Linked DNA regions of Pan troglodytes: region 2 is linked to region 1. Evidence: chromatin contacts called from public HiChIP or PLAC-seq data. All regions are on one chromosome and are shown on one strand. The core of a region is the stretch at or near the end of the contact, and the rest is flanking DNA. Distances in the headings are between cores, read along the strand shown. Region 1 holds the start of ZNF784 (zinc finger protein 784). Region 2 holds the start of TNNT1 (troponin T1, slow skeletal type).

Region 1 (5,135 bases), core at 2,473-4,972:
GCATAATGTTTTAAAGGTTCATCCATGTTGTCATGTGGATCAGTATTTTATTCATTTATGGCCAAATAATATTCCACTCTATGGATATACCACATGTTGTTTATGTTTATGGACATCTGGGCTGTTTCTGCTTTTTGGCTGTTAGGACTAGCATTTGTTTACAAGTTTTTGTGTGAATGTATATTTTCAGTTTTCTTGGGCACATAGAAAAATGAAAGGGAGAGGAACTGCAGAGCCATCTAGCTAATTCTATCAGCCAATTTCTTTTAAAAGGCAGGAAATCTAGGCTCCGTGAGGAGAAGTGAAGTGCTCAGGTTTTACAGGAAGATAGAGATGGAGAGAAGCGAGGCAAATCTGATTCCAAGTCCAAGACTCTTCCTGGCATTTTCTTTTCTTTTTTTATTTTTTTCTTTTAAGATGGAGTCTTGCTCTGTCTCCCAGGCTGGAGTGCAGTGGTGCAATCTTGGCTCACCGCAACCTCTGCCTCCCCAGTTCAAGCAATTCTCCTGCCTCAGCCTCCCGAGTAGCTGGGATTACAGGCGCCCACCACCACGCCCGGCTAAAATCTTCTTGCAATTGTCTAATGGCTCCGTGTAGCAGGGCTTCTAGCCTCAAGTCACGCAATAGCCTGTTAGTGTTATGCCAGGTACCGAGGGACTCAGAAGCCAGACAACAGGTGAAAAGGCAAGGAACCCAGATTCATTTTTAAATTTTAAAATTTTACATTTATTTTATTTTATGTTTATTTATTTGTTGAGACAGGGTCTCACTTTATCACCCAGGCCAGAGTGCAGTGGTGTGATCTTGGCTCACTGCAGCCTCAACTTCCCAAGCTCAAGCAATCCTCCTGCCTCAGCTCCCCAAGTTCCTGGGACTACAGGCGTGCTCCACTGTGCATGTTAATTTTTGTATTCTTAGTAGAGAATACCAAGCCCAGCCAGAACCCACATTTATTGAGCACCAGTTGGTTCCAGGCATCACACAGACCTTCGGCATTCTCAATCAGTGGCATTCTAACTACAACCCTGCCAAATGACATTATGGTGCCCACTTTGTAGATGTCAGCTAGACACTTAGAGGGGACATTGCTTGCCCAGAGTTGCACAGCAAGCGGATAAACGGATCTGGACCCAGGTTTGCCTGATTTGAAAGCTTATGGTAATTCCACTAAACAGTGCTCTCCTCTGAAAATATTTAATAGCTTTAGTGGGGGTGGGGAGGAAAAAAAAGGCAAAAAAATACTCAATAGCCTTAAGCTCTGGTACAAAGTTCTTCTATCTGCATGAATTCAATTTCTCACTCATTCATTCACCAAACACTCACTGAGCCATATACATGCCTTCTCTATAGGGATGTACAGAGGGGATACAGAGATGACATACTTCCAGCTCTCAAAAAAGGGAAACCGGAGGATGAGTTCTGGGTGCTATGAATGATCTCTTTTCATAAAGAGCTTCTCAATAAGAAATAGACCAGGCGCAGTGGCTCATGCCTGTAATCCCAGCACTTTGGGAGGCCGAGGCGGGCCGATCAGCTGAGGTCAGGAGTTTGAGACCTGCCTGGCCAACATATAGTGAAACCCTGTCTCTACTAAAAACAAAAAACAAAACAAAACAAAAATACAAAAATTAGCTGGGCTGTAACACCCTGGGAACAAATCCGAACGTTCCTTCTAAACCAACGCAGGCCGACTCGAGGCTCTAGCAGTCAGTGGAACCTCAGCGGAACTGAAGAGGCTTTGCTTTGTTTCCACAGTAAAGGTTTTTGTGGTTACCTCTGCACCACTTGCGATAACGTAATGACGTGTCACACCTGTAGTCCCAGCTACTTGGGAAGCTGAGGCAGGAAATTTGTTTGAATCAAGGAGGTGGAGGTTGCAGTGAGCTGAGATCACGCCACTGCACTCCAGCCTGGGCTGTTTCTCAAAAAAAAGAAAAGAAATGAAATTATTTCACACCCAAGAGATTAGCAAACATTTTAAAGTTTGAGTATCAGATATTGATAGGAATGTTAAGCAACAAAGGTCCCTATTTATTGCTAGTGGGAGTGCCAAATGGTAGTAATTATTATAGCTAACTCATAGCACCTGCTGTGTGCCATATATTGTCCAAAATACTTTATATATAATGACTTCTTTAATCATCATAGCAACTGTGTGAAGTAGGTTTTATTATCACCCTCATTTTGCAAATTAGGAAACCTGGACAGAAAGAGCTGACTTAAGCATTAGATACAGTAGTAGATACAGTGCCTAGGGCCCATGATACTCTTAGGGACCCACAACATTTAAAAATTTATTTTAGGCTGGGCGCAGTGGCTCACACCTGTAATCCCAGCACTTTGGGAGGCCGAGGTGGGCGGATCACCTGAGGTCAGGAGTTCGAGACCAGCCTGGCCAACATGGTGAGACCCTGTATATACTAAAAATACAAAAATTAGCCAGGCATGGTGGCGGGCACCTGTAATCCCAGCTACTCAAGAGGCTGAGGCAGGATAATCGCTTGAGCCCGGGAGGCAGAGGTTGCAGTGAGCCATGATCATGCCACTGCACTCCAGCCTGGGCGACAGAGTGAGACTCCATCTCAAAAAAAAAAAAATTATTTTAAAATCAAAAGAAAAGAGGGGAAATATAGCTTTGGAAGACCAAGGCAGAAGGATCACTTAAGGCTAGGAGTTCAAGACCAGCCTGGGCAAGGCAAGACAGCAAGATCCCCATCTCTATAAAAGAAGAAGAAAGGAGGAGGAGGAGATAATTCAGCCTAAGTGGTGTTTATCTTTATTTTATACCAATATATCACAAAATATAATTTCATATATATTTATGAATGAAATGATCATGATTAGGATCATGTTTAAGTATCTCCTGTCCTGCCCTTTCAAGAAAACTATTTAAAGATGTTTCCAAACTCTTCCATATCTCTTCTCAGTGGTTTGTCACAATGCTTCTACAGTGCTATACAAAAGAAAGAGAAATGGTCCAGAGAAGTGTAGTGACTTATCCAAGGTGACACCACCAGAATGACTAAACGGGGCAGCTAAGAAGAGCCCCGTCCTTGATGCTGCCGAAAACCCCGCGTTTTTGAGCTCTTTCCTCCCAAACATAACATCAGCTTGCGGGTTTTTGCGTCCTCCCAGGACCACCTGTGTTGCTGTTTACTGAATATTTTTCTCTACACTGCCTTTTTTTTTTTTTTTTTTTTTGACAGAGTCTCTCTGTCACTCAGGCTGGATGCAGTGGCGAGATCATGGCTCACTGCAGCCTCCTCGACCTCCCGGCCTCAAGCGATCCTCCCACCTCAGCCTCCCGAGTAGCTGAGAATACAGGCATGAGCTACCGCACCCGGCCTACACCGACGTTTATAAACTTGGCGTCATTACGTTGTCATGAGCAGTGCAGAGGTAATCACAAAAACGTTTACCGTGGAAACAAAGCAAAGCTTCTTCAGATCTGCTGAGGTTCCCCTGACAGCCAGAGCCTCGAGTCGGCCTGCGTTGGTTTAGAAGGAACGTTCGGATTTGTTCCCAGGGTGTTACAGGCATCCAACAGAGCGTACCCTCGGAGGGACCGACAGGTAATTAGAGAGGGAATAACTCACATTCTCCCGGGCTCAGCCGCCACGCCCCGCCACGCCACGCCCCCTGCTGCACCACGCCCCCTCGCAGCCCCGCACTGCGCCTGCGCAGTAGCTCTTACGCCAGTTCGAGCCCCACCCCCTTTCAGAGCGAACATTGGCCTTGGGGGCGGGGCTTGGGCACAAGATGGCCGCTGCGCGCCCAGAGGCCCAGAGTCCGAGCTCACCGACCCCGGAGTCGCGATCCCAGGAGCCACTGGACCTGGTGCGGGCAAGGAAGGGGCCTGGGCGTGGGGCTCGAGGTGGGAGGAGGTCGTAGTGTAGGGGGCGGGTCCGGGGCGTGGCCTATGAGGGGGTGGGCGGGGGAGGTATTTAGTGCTATGGCCCTGGGGGTGGGGCTTCTTGGGGTTTCGCGAGGGGCGGGGCAGGAGAGGAGACTATGCCATGGTGGGCGGGGTGGGGAGGGACCTATGGGTGGTGGGCGGTGCCTGGATGGGGGCGGAGTCTGAGGACGGTGTTGTCTTGTGGGGCGGGTTTGGGTCCAGGGAAGGGGGCTTACCAGGGATAATTTGCATAATTTGGGTGGAGCCTTGTAAGGGGCGGGGCCTCATAAATTCTAGGGCTAATTCTAGGGTGGAAGGTTGGGAAGGTGACCCTGAAAAACGTGGGGGATTATGATTGGAGCACCTATGTTGGGGTAGGGGATAATTCTTCAAGGGTCTTAGTGATGCTTCTCGAATGCCCAAGGGAGAATTTGGGGGTAGAAGTGGGTGGTCTAGGTGACTTTGGAACTTCCTCCACGTTCCCCCACTCAGAATTAGACTAATTGAGGACATTCATTCATTCAACAAACATTTACTGAGCTCCTACTTCGGCTCTGTAAATAGAGAAGTGACCAAGACAGACAAGGGCTGTGTTCTTTTGGAGCCTGCAGTCTCTTGACAGCAGAGAGACAATAAAGGAGAGTTACTGTGATCTGTTCTATAAAGGAAATAAAAATTCAGCCAATTTCTATAAATTGAGCCAAGAGTGGGGGTGGGGCAGCTAAATTTAGACGAGAGAAGTCAGCTGGGTGCCGGCTTATGTTTAAGCTGGGGTCAGAGAGATAAGTGGAGCTACATCGCCACAGATATTATAGTGACGATTTGGGATAAGTCATTTGGAGCCATTGGAGGGTTTTGAGTGCGAAAAATGACTTGATCTGATTTACATTTTCAAAAGACCTTCAGGCTATTCCTGGGAGGTGGGTTACAAGCCAGCAGAAGTAGGAACAGAGATGCCCTTGGGTTTTTCAATTTTGGAGGCGCCAAGTGATGGGGCTTTAACTAGGGTGGAGGAGAAAAGGTGGGATCCATGATATATTTTGGACAGGAGAGGAAACGTTGATGAGGATACAACAGAATCCTGGAGGATGGGCCGGGCGCGGCGGCTCACGCCTGCAATCCCAGCACTTTAGGAGGCAGAGCCAGAAGGATCTCTTGAGCCCAGTAGTTGGAGACCAGCCTGGGCAACATAGTGGGACTCCCTCTACATTAAAAATAATAATAATAATTTTTGTTTGTT
Region 2 (5,457 bases), core at 2,431-4,930, 480 kb after region 1:
GGTAGGGAGGGAGGGTAGGTTTCACCCTAATTGACACCCCACCCTCCCCCTCCCCCTCCCCACACCTGCTTCCCGGCTTTAGTGCCTGTTGTCACCAGGATGGAATCCTGGCGGCAGACAAAGGGGTGGGGGTGGGGAGGGGGAGACAAAAAGATGGACAGAGACAGAGGAGGAGACTAAGAAGTAGAGACAGACACACAGAGACACACAGATGGAGAGCCACAGAGACAACAGAAATGGGGGTCCAGAAAGAGACCTAGATAGAAAGAGGGAACAGAGAGAAGAAAACAGGAAACATTCCTTATAGCCCATGTGTCATTAGTAGGTCCTCCAAGGACCTACTGTGTGCCGGGCATGGGGACGTCAAAGCACAGGGAGCTATAAGGGAGGTAGTTGGAGCACCATGGGAGCCTGGGACATGGGGTGGGAGCAGGGGCGGGGCTCCTGGGCCATGCAGATGGGGTTGGCATGGGGTTGGGGAGGGGCCCACGGAGGCTTCTGGACTCTGAGTGTGGAGCCAGGGGCAGCAGGGCTGTCTCTGAACTCCCAGGCTTGTGTTTGAGCAAAGGAATTCTCTCCCCCTCCCTCTCCCCTCGGGGCGGGCCCGAGCCTCCAGCTATAAACTCCCCGGAGCTTCAGTGCCCTCAGCAAGGCTCAGCCTCAAGATTCACAGCATCTCAGACGCAGCCTAGGTAAGGGGCTCTGCGGAGCCCTGTGGTCTTCAAAAACCATGTCCTTGGGGGAGGGGGCAGGAGGCAGGTGGGGAAGATGTGGGGTGTGGAGAAATGGTGCAGAGGTAGGTGGGGCATACAACTGGAGGTCTGGGAACTTGAGAGGCTCAGACTTTAGGGGGACTCAGGATAGAGGGGAAAATACTAGGATTTGTGGGTTACACAAATCCTAACCCGGGGCTGCCAGGACTTGGATGTCCCAGAATAAAACCTCCTAGGATCTTGGGGTTCTGGGAATCTGGGGGAAATCTCAGCAGTCAGGGGTATCTGGACTTGGAGGTCAAACAATCTGGGTGTCAGGATTTGGGGCCTCAGACTCTGATGGTATCAGGAATTGGGGGGTCTCAGAAGAAATTGGGGTTTTGGTAGTGGAGGGCTCGGAATCTGAGGCATTATGATAGAAAGCATGAAAACTTAGAGTGTCATTATCTGGGGTATCATGAACTGGGCCTCCGAGTTTGGGTATCAAGATTTTGGGGGTCTCATATTCTTGAGGTTTCAGATTTTAGGAGGTCTCAAGACCTGGGGGTGGTCTTAGGATGTCCCGGCCCATATCTGGACTATCAAGAACTGGGATTTCAGAATCCAGAGCTGTGAGGACTTGCTGGCCTCAGAAACACGGGCATCATAAATCGGGGTCTCAGAATCTGTGGGTATTGGGATTTGGGGCTAGGCACCCTGTGGCCTAGGGTGTCTCAGAGACTTTGAGGTCTAAGAATGTAGGGGTCAGGGTGAGGTCTACGGACAGAAGGTGCCCTTTATGCCCCTGCCCCCTGCGTGATGTATGGGAAGGTGAAAGGGGAGACAGGTGGGGAGGAAACCAGCCAGCGGGGTGGGGCGAGTGGGAGAGGGGATGCGGGTGACTAATTCTCCCAGAAGCCCCCCTTCCTCAAATCCCTTCTTAGGAAATATCCTCGGTTTCACCATCTACGACATCCCCCCAAAATAGCTCCTGGGGGTGGGGCAGCTATTGTCTTGAGGCCACTGTCCCTTCTCAAATGCCTCCTCCTAATCCCAACTGGATCAGGTTCCCATGGACTTGTCATAAGACAAAAGAGGACAGCTGTGCTGAGGGGGCAGGGTCTGCAGCCTCCTGGCTGTGCCAGGACCACACCTACCAAGGTCTGTCCTCATGCATGCTTTAGGACAGCCGGCCCCCTCCCTCAGACCCAGGAGTCCAGACCTGAGCCCTCCTCCCTCAGACGCAGGAGTACAGGTCCCCAGCCCCCTCCTCCCTCAGACTCAGGAGTCCAGACTCCCAGCCCCTCCTCCCTTAGATCCAGGAGTCCCGGCCCCAGCTCCTCCTTCCTCAGACCCAGGAGTCCAAGCCCCCAGCCCATCCTCCTTCAGACCCAGGTGTCCAGCCCCTGGCCCCTCTTCCCTCAGACCCAGGCATCCAGGCCCGCAGCCCCTCCTCCCTCAGACCCAGGTGTCCAGGCCCCTGGCCCCTCCTCCTTCAGATCCAGGAGTCCAAGCCTCCAGCCCCTCCCCCCTCAGACCCAGGTGTCCAGGACAACCCATCTCAGTCTCAGGAGTCCACACCCACCCTCCCACACACCCCCAGCCCTATCCTCCCTCAGACCCAGGAGTCCAGGTCCCAGCTTCTCCTCCCTCAGACCCAGGAGTCCAGGGCTCCAGCCTCTCCTCCCTCAGACCCAGGAATCCAGCCCCCAGCCCCTCCTCCCTCAGACCCAGGAGTTCAGGACCCCAGTCCCTCCTCCCTCAGACCCAGAAGTCCAGGCCCCAGCCCCTCCTCCCTCAGACCCAGGAGTCCAGACCCCCAGCCCCTCCTCCCTCAGACCCAGGAGTCCAGGCCCCCAGCCCCTCCTCCCTCAGACCCAGGAGTCCAGGTCCCAGCTCCTCCTCCCTCAGACCTAGGAGTCCAGGCCCCAGCTCCTCCTCCCTCAGACCCAGGAGTCCAGACCCCCAGCCCCTCCTTCCTCAGACCCAGGAGTCCAGGTCCCAGCTCCTCCTCCCTCAGACCTAGGAGTCCAGGCCCCCAGCCCCTCCTCCCTCAGACCCAGGAGTCCAGGCCCCCAGCCCCTCCTCCCTCAGACCCAGGAGTCCAGGTCCCAGCTCCTCCTCCCTCAGACCTAGGAGTCCAGGCCCCAGCTCCTCCTCCCTCAGACCCAGGAGTCCAGACCCCCAGCCCCTCCTTCCTCAGACCCAGGAGTCCAGGTCCCAGCTCCTCCCTCAGACCTAGGAGTCCAGGCCCCCAGCCCCTCCTCCCTCAGACCCAGGAGTCCAGGTCCCAGCTCCTCCTCCCTCAGACCTAGGAGTCCAGGCCCCCAGCCCCTCCTCCCTCAGACCCAGGAGTCCAGGCCCCAGCTCCTCCTCCCTCAGACCCAGGAGGGCAGGCCCCCAGCCCCTCCTCCCTCAGACCCAGGAGTCCAGGCCCCAGCTCCTCCTCCCTCAGACCCAGGAGGGCAGGCCCCCAGCCCCTCCTCCCTCAGACCCAGGAGTCCAGGCCCCAGCTCCTCCTCTCTCACACCCAGGAGTCCAGAACCAGGAGTCCAGGTCCCAGCTACTCCTCCCTCAGACCCAGGAGTCCAGGCCCCAGCTCCTCCTCCCTCAGACCCAGGAGTCCAGACCCCAGCTCCTCCTCCCTCAGACCCAGGAATCCAGACCCAGGAGTCCAGGCCCCAGCTGCTCCTCCCTCAGATCCAGGAGTCCAGGCCCCAGCTGCTTCTCCCTCAGATCCAGGAGTCCAGGCCCCCAGCCCCTCCTCCCTCACACCCAGGAGTCTAGGTCGCCCCCTCCTTGGGGCCCCACCCCACTGGGCCTCTTCTCTCTGGTCCTTAGGCCGCACCAGGATGTCGGACACCGAGGAGCAGGAATATGAGGAGTGAGTGCTGCACTGGGAGGGGTTGGGGCGTGCAGTGGTGGAGAGGCTCTCCCACCCCAGGTCTAACTCTCCTCTCCCTCCTCTCTCCCCACACCCGTCCGCAGGGAGCAGCCGGAAGGTGAGTAGGGAGTGGGCCGGCCCTATGGGATGGGGACACGCCCAGGAGCTCTTGGGAGGGGAGGCGAGGAGTGTGGCACTTTGGCGGGGAAGGGGCGGCTCAGCCCGAGGGCCCTCGCCCGCCCTCTCCGGGTCTGGCGCGTCTCCTCGCGCCATCCCTGCACCGCCAGGGGGAACGTGCCCATCGCAGCCGAGGCCAGAGGGTCCCCCGTCCAGCAGAGACTGGAACCCTGGTCTCTGGCCACCGCCCCCATCCCTCCCCCAGCTCCTAACGCCTTCTCTTCTGTGCCCCCATCTCCAGAGGAGGCTGCGGAGGAGGAGGAGGAAGGTGAGGTCCCGGACTCCGCAGGTCTGGAGCTGGGGGGTGGGGGGGCGGGGGGCGGGGACGCTGGGCCCGGGAGGAGGGGGCGGGATGGGGCTCCCGACGGCCTCGGCTCCCGGTCCTCTAACAGCCTCTCACGTCTCTTCCCTCTCTCCCCTCCCGCGCCCGGGCGTGGCCGCTCCCCCCTCGCTCCCCAAACCCTCGCTGCTCCTCCCTCCCCTCCCCAGCCCCCGAAGAGCCGGAGCCGGTGGCAGAGCCAGGTAACCGCGGCTGCTTCGCTTCCCGAGACCGATGTCGGGGGCCCGGGGGGACCCCCGATATCCTCGGGCCCCAACCTCCAAGACCACCCTTCCCTCCCTCCGCCCCCATAACCCGCCCCCAGGCCTGGCCCTTTAAGCCCCTGAGAGCTCCTGCGCCCTCTCGGGGCCGGGAAGGGAAATGGCCCCGCAGTGGCTTTAACCCTTTCCCTTCCTTCTTAAAGGGACCGACACCCAAGCCTTCTTCCCCAGTCTGGAGGAATCTTTATAGAAGGGTTGGATGTTTGCGGAGAAGCACCACCCCGTCCCCCCTTATCTTCGCCTCCAACCTTGTCTGTTATTTTCTCCCCCATATACATTCAAAGGTTGGGGCTTGGAATTTAGGATTGCAGAGGAGGCTAGCGCTGGGAGTCAGGGTCTCCAAGGTCGGAGGGGGGGGGGGGGTGGGCGGTGGGCAGGGGGCGAGCTGGGGAGAGAGCGCTGGGGTCACTGAATGAAGACAGAGGTTGGGACCCCCTGCACTGCTGGGTCCTAATGGAGGAGAGCAGGAGCTCTGGGCATATAAATAGAGAAAGGTCTGGGGGTTTGCACTCCTGGGTATGCAGACAGTGGGGGTGGGGGGTCCCCACACCAGTTCTGAATGTATATCTGATGCGTGTGACCCTCTTCCTCCTTTACAGCCACCCTGACTTTCCTTCCCTCTTTTCTTCTCCCCATCCCCCCTCCTCCAGAACTGGACTCCAGAGTCCTTCCCGGGGCTCCTAGGGGCCGAGGCTTGGGGGGTCCCTCCCCAGGGTGTGTCAGGCCTAGCCCCTCTCCTCTAAACTCTTGCTAATTATCTCTTTTTATCCCCCACCACCAACAGAAGAGGAACGCCCCAAACCAAGGTGAGATCCTACAGGGTGGGGGGCCCCAGTCATACATCTTCCTAAATATTCCCTCTACCCCCAGAGACAAGGTGTGAGAAAGGCAGAGATGGAGGGAGGAAATTGAAACAGCAGTCAACATTTCTCCTCCTCCTCCTCCTCCCTCCCCCTTTCCCTCCTCCCTCCTCTCCCTCCTCCTCCCTCCTCCTCCTCCACTTCCTCTTCTTCCCCTTCCCCTTCTCCTTCTCCTTCCCCTTCTTCTTCATCGTCCTCATAGTCCCCACCCTGTTACCCAGGCTAGAGTGCAGTGACCCAATCC

Evidence for each region. HiChIP or PLAC-seq counts read pairs in DNA pulled down with a chosen protein or histone mark.
Region 2: an H3K4me3 HiChIP or PLAC-seq map of stem cell-derived excitatory neurons shows a contact between it and region 1, with 14 times the contacts expected there. The contact joins the promoter of TNNT1 here to the promoter of ZNF784 in region 1. A contact is called at or near these places in 2 of 7 Hi-C or Micro-C datasets (induced pluripotent stem cells and stem cell-derived neural progenitor cells) and 1 of 1 datasets of contacts at active chromatin or transcription factors (stem cell-derived excitatory neurons).

Annotation. Positions count from the first base shown.
Region 1 is chr20:58,439,298-58,444,432 of NHGRI_mPanTro3-v2.0_pri, reverse strand. It overlaps ZNF784 (zinc finger protein 784), which reads left to right and starts at 3,722. Exons shown (of 3, transcript XR_001711932.4): 1 at 3,722-3,837.
Region 2 is chr20:57,954,528-57,959,984 of NHGRI_mPanTro3-v2.0_pri, reverse strand. TNNT1 (troponin T1, slow skeletal type) reads left to right here and starts at 3,680. Exons shown (of 11, transcript XM_016936854.3): 1 at 3,680-3,694; 2 at 3,995-4,021; 3 at 5,138-5,159.